Linked DNA regions of Mus musculus: region 2 is linked to region 1. Evidence: chromatin contacts called from public HiChIP or PLAC-seq data. All regions are on one chromosome and are shown on one strand. Each heading gives the region's core, a stretch centred on a gene start, on an enhancer-like site or on the middle of the called end of the contact. The rest is flanking DNA. Distances are from core to core; before and after follow the strand shown. Region 1 overlaps Cdk5rap1 (CDK5 regulatory subunit associated protein 1). Region 2 holds the start of Cdk5rap1 (CDK5 regulatory subunit associated protein 1).

Region 1 (2,733 bases), core at 19-2,518:
CACAGAGATGCCTTTTTCAGCTTCCTGGCTGGGCCACCTCCTGGCACATGACTTTAACATAGCATTGGGGAGGAGGCGACCCCTGTGGTATAATTCTTTTTAAAGACAGGTCTATGTACTTGTGGCTGGCCCGACACTCACTATGTAGATTAGGCCTACCTGGAACTCAAGAGAGATCTGTTATCTTTCTTAACATTGGGATAAAAGATGTGTACCGTTAAGCCTGGCTTACCTACAAATTTAAAGTACCTGATTTGTTAAAGATTTAAGTTCTATGAACTAAAGGGAACTTTAGGTTAATTATGTCCCCACTGTCTCTTAATCTAATAAGGTACCATATAAACAGAGAGAGAGTACCTGGAGGGATGGGTTATCAGTTAAGAGTGCATCCTACTCTTCCAGAGGCTCCAAGTTCCCTTGCCAGCATCCACTTCAGGCAGTTCACAAACTATTGTTTAAACCACCTAGAGCTTCATGGAGAGACTGTGTCTCTCTTTCTCCCTGAAACAAAAGAAAAAATATGATTCTTAGAAACAAGGTAAGAAATGTGTACCTCAAAACCAAAGAGCTTAGTTGCACATAGCTGAGAATGGCTTAACTAAAAACAAAAAGGTCCATCCTAATGCCTCCTGGTCAGAAGAAAAAAAAAGAAAGAAAAAAAACAAAACAAAAAGGATTAATGACTCATATCTGCAATCCTAGCTTTTAGGAGCCTATGGAGGGAGGATAGCTACAAATTCAAGACTAGCCTGGGGCACATAGTGAGTTCCAAGCCAGCCTGGGCTATAGAGTAAAGTGCTGGGGGTGGGGGGTGGGGGGTGGGGTGGGGAGGGGTGGGGGTGGGGGTGGTGGGGGTGGGGGGAGTTCTGCTATAGATTAAGCATGAGTGTTGAGAGAGAGAGTGTGTGTGTGAGAGACAGAAGGAGAGAGACAGGGAGGGAGGGAGAGACAGGGAGTACAGTTTAAGAAAAAGACCCATACAAAAGGAAGCACAGAGTTGAAGAGAGTTGCTCTTAACTGCTGAGTCACCTTTTTGAAATCTTACCGTGACCTCACTCAGGTAGCTATTTCTGAAATCTAAAAGGTTTTTTTTTTTTTGAGCCCAGAAATTCCCTTCATCCAGCCATTTGAGTGCTGGAATTGTAGGCATGTGCCACACCCTGTTCCACATTTTTGTTTTGTTTTGTTTTGCAAATGGTGTTCTATAGTGTATAGGTTGGATTCCTGCTTTCCTTTCCCTACATATATTCTGTGCTTCATTTGTTTTTCTATCACAAAGATTTGTTATGCATTGTACTGTTGGTGGGCCATACTGGTTGTTTCCAGTTTGGACCTAGTCCATTTGCTATTGCTATGAGTATACTTGTACATGTGCTGTAAGGCACATACATATTTATTTCTGTTGGGTATATGGTCATAGGGTGGCTATAATAGGAACAGCCCAAGTGTTTTGCACTCCTGCTAGCAATGCTAGAGAATTCTAGAAATTTCATCTTCTTTCTTCAATTTTACCTCAGAGATGCTGTCCCTGAACATCATTGTTTTGAAGCAACTTTTCCTGCCTATTTCCCCACTATTCCATAATTCCTGCCTATTAGCCACCTGTCCCCTGTTATATTGAGTACTTATTAGTGCCCAAATAATTTTTTTTATGTACATGCTTATTATGTGTCTTTCTCCAAAAGCTCTATTGTGGGTGAGGTAATTCCTTTGTTTATATTTGTATTTCCAGCATCAAAGTTAATCCCTAATATAAGTAAGAATCTTGTAAATATTTACTAGTGGATCAATTTATTCTGATGAGAAATATGATAAATGGTAACTTTGGGGTCTTAGTTATTCAGTTCTCACTCAGAGGTGAAATAAACTTTTTCAGTAAGTTTTGATAAAAAATATTATAAGGATTGGCCAGGCAGTAGTTTGCACACATCTTTAGAAGCAGCTCAGGAGACAGAAGCAGGTGTTCTGAGTTTGAGTCCAGCTTGGTCTATAGAGAGTTCTAGGACAGACAGGACTACACAGAGAAACCCTATCTTGAAAAATAAACAAACAAAAATCCTAAGGATGGCTTTAACTAGGTCAGTTTGCATCCTAAGTCATTCCAGAGGCTGGAGGATGGCTCTGTGCAGGGCAGCTCACAAGGGAGCTGACAGTTGGAGCTGAGAAGGATCCATCGTCTCCTCAGAGAAACATGAAGAGCTGCTGCTGGGGATGGATCTGGACTTTAGTTTGACTTTGTTTTTGTCTTTGTTTGAGACAGGGTTCCTATCTCTATATATTAATGGCTGTCCTGGAACTCACTCTGTAGACCAGGCCGTCTCAGAAATCCACCAGCCTCTGCCTCTCCAGTGCTGGGATTAAAGGCGTGCGCCACCATTGCCCAGCTAACCATTTATTTATTTATTTACTTATTTATTTACTTATTTATTTATTTATTTATTGAAGGAGAGCAAAGAAGTAGATTGAGGTAGATGGGAAGGCAGGGAGGAACTGAGAGGAGTAGAAGGAGGGGAAATTGTATTCAGGATATTATGTGAGGAAAAAGTCTATTTTCAGTAAGAGCAAAACTTTTTTTTAAACCACAACAACACATTTATGACAAGTGCAATATAAAAATTTATATCCTCTATTCAAATACTCACAAGGCACTGTTTCAAGGACATTACAAATTGTGTATTCATTGGTAAAATCCATTTATTTCATTTTTTTTTTGTTTGTTTAACAGCTGGGATT
Region 2 (2,700 bases), core at 201-2,700, 35 kb before region 1:
GGAAGAGGCCAGGAGGGGGCGCCTCTTTGCTACTCATTCTATGCTTGTAGATTTTTGAACTGTCCACCTGCAGTTTGTGCTTCAACCAAATGTTTTACACTTAAATGTCTCACACTTTAAAACTAATATTTATGGTGAAGCTTGGAAAAAACACTTATGCTACATAGGGTGGTTCTGACCCCAGGGCTCCGATCTGGCTGAATCCTGTTCTCAGCATTTTCTTGAGTGTAGGGACTATGGGTTCGGTCTGGGGGAGAAGAGGTATTTTGGCTAGAGTCAACAGGGAAGGGAGAATGGCTGAGAGGGCCAGGGCAGGAATGTGACAGGAGTAGGGTAAGGAGGTAGTGAGGAACAATTAGGCTGTTCAGGGCCATCTGGGAGATCCAGGAAAGACGAGGCCGTTCAGAGCTAGCCACAGAAACCACTGGTTAGCCTCTTTTCTATTTTTTTTTACATTTATTCTATTCCATCTGTCTGTCTGCCTGTCTGTCTGTCTATCCATCATCTACGAAATTTTACTATGTAGCTCTTTCTGGCTTCGAATTAGCCTGCCTTTGCCTCCTGAGAACACCGAAGTGTGCTACAGCGTCCTGAGACGTCTGTGTGTGTGTGTGTGTGTGTGTGTGTGAGAGAGAGAGAGAGAGAGAGAGAGAGAGAGAGAGAGATGTTGCATGTCCCATGGCCTATCTGTGAAGTTCAGAGGGCTTGTGGGAGCCAGTTCTCCCTTCACCTTGTGGGTTCTGGGGATTAGACCCCAGGTCGTCAAACAGCAAGTGTCCTACATGCTGAGCCATCTCACCAGCCCCATGGTGGCCCTTTTCTTAAAGGGTCTGGTGAGGAGAGGGAAGGAAAGTACATATGGCAGGAGGGAGCTAACGGGTGACAGGCTTGAGGAGAAGTCAGAGCTCCTATTTTCCAGGGGGCAGAACACCCCTAAGAATCCCTTACTCTCTTGGGGCAAGGGCAGATACAGACTCTGAGACTGCCCACCTGTTTGTTTGTTTGTTTGTTTTTCTAATTAAAAAAGATTTATTATGCATAATAGTACAGTGTCGCGGTCTTCAGACACACCAGAAGAGGGCATCCATCGGATCCCTTTACAGATGGTTGTGAGCCACCATGTGGTTGCTGGGAATTGAACTCCAGACCTCTGGAAGAGCACTCAGTGCTCTTAACCGCTGAACCATCTCTCCAGCCCGCCTACCTGGTTTTAAGCTTTACTTAACTTTTTTTTTTGGGGTGGGGTGGGGTGGGGGTGGGGGGCGGTATTAGCATTTAAAGAAGTAGTAGGTCTCACGGCTTTATTTTTCAAAGCCAGGGTCCTGGGACTCGAAGCCGGCAGGAAACACTACCATTAGAACACCGCGGGCGAAAGTCACGGCGGAACAGAAGTTGCACGCCTAGGCGCGCAGCGGAGGACTCCTGAGAAGGGAACCCACGCAGATCGACAGTTTCCGGTTTCGGACGCGGACCTTGCAGTTGTGGGAGGTGAGAGGCTTGAGATTGAGTTTAGTGTCCTGCGGGTGACCCGCGGTGGCGCAGGGCGGGCTCGCACCGTCCAGGAAAAGCCAGAAGCGCTAGGAGAAGGTATCACTGGGCAGTGTTAGGCCTTGAGTAGGACCGCTGCGAGTGTAGCTCAGCCCCGCTGCCGGCTCTTGGCCAAGTCACAGCGTCCTTCTAAGCCCTAGTATTTGCCCTGTGAAGCAGAGATGGGGTCTGATAGACCTCGGAGAGGGGCTACGGGGCTCACGCAGTTGCCGCCGCCACGCCTAGCACTCACACGCTTGGATGTGGTAGGTGGTTCCGCGCTGTGCTGTGCAAAAACTTGAAGCTTTTGATCCTTCCACCAGGTTCGTCAGAAAGGACCGTTCCCCACCCCAACACTCATACATGAAGACGCGCCCAGAACCCGGCCAAGGTCCATGCTTTGAAATGAAGTGTGGGCTGCTAGTGAATGATTGTGAGCCACCACTTGGTTGCTGGGAATTGAACTCAGGCTCTGGAAAAGCAGTCAGTGCTCTTAACCACTGAGCCACTGCTCTAAGTCCCCCCCTCCCCCAATCTAAGTTTTTAATGTGTAATTCTTATAACATCTGGCAAGGGGTAAGGTCCTATTGTACTTTTTTTTTTTTTTTTTCCAAAATGGATATGACATTTGTAGTCCAGAGGTGGAAATTTGACTTGTAAAAACGTGGTCACACAACAATTAAAGGGCAGAAGTAGATGATTTGAAAGCTCACACCTGGGCTGTTAAGATGGTTCACATACCATAATATGCATAAAAATAAAAATGTGAAAAAAATTAAAACTCAAACCAAAAGTCTCCTCTCCGACAAGAGAGTAGGTTGGTGTTTTTTTTTTTAATTACATTTTATTTATTTGGTTTTTGTTCCTGTGCTCATGCACATGAATGTGCCATACATAGTGTATGTGTAGAGATAGAAGAATCTATGGAAAAGAATTCTTTCTACTGTGTGGCTTTCAGGGAGTCAGGCTTGGTGGCAGGTGCCTTCATCCACTAAGCCATGTCACTGAGCCGCCTTTATTTATTTTCACCTGTAAATTAGAGATATAATATATTTTAAGAGCCCTCACTGTTGTCCAGGCAGTCCTGGGCTCAAATGATCTTCCTGCCTTAGCCTCCCAGGTTACTGGGAATATAGGTTTACCATGTTTAGATTAAGGTAAACTATCATAAAA

Evidence for each region. HiChIP or PLAC-seq counts read pairs in DNA pulled down with a chosen protein or histone mark.
Region 2: an H3K27ac HiChIP or PLAC-seq map of embryonic stem cells shows a contact between it and region 1, with 19 read pairs. The contact joins the promoter of Cdk5rap1 here to the enhancer-like site in region 1. A contact is called at or near these places in 1 of 39 promoter capture datasets (macrophages), 1 of 15 datasets of contacts at CTCF or cohesin (the NIH/3T3 cell line), 20 of 484 Hi-C or Micro-C datasets (the G1E-ER4 cell line, cortical neurons, differentiating embryonic stem cells and 6 more), 11 of 115 datasets of contacts at active chromatin or transcription factors (the HPC-7 cell line, the SCID.adh cell line, embryonic stem cells and 2 more) and 3 of 9 other capture datasets (adipose tissue, liver and pancreatic islet).

The regions. Positions count from the first base shown.
Region 1 is chr2:154,336,721-154,339,453 of GRCm38.p6, reverse strand. The region is part of intron 13 of Cdk5rap1 (CDK5 regulatory subunit associated protein 1); the gene reads left to right. Among named protein-coding and RNA genes, the nearest start is that of Bpifb9b, 31 kb to the right of the region's middle. Within about 2 kb of position 1,268, at least 15 of the 459 cell types and tissues checked have an H3K27ac peak or open chromatin away from gene starts, as enhancers often do. A contact at or near this core is called in embryonic stem cells and trophoblast stem cells, where this site is marked.
Region 2 is chr2:154,371,469-154,374,168 of GRCm38.p6, reverse strand. It overlaps Cdk5rap1 (CDK5 regulatory subunit associated protein 1), which reads left to right and starts at 1,450. Exons shown (of 14, transcript NM_025876.2): 1 at 1,450-1,488.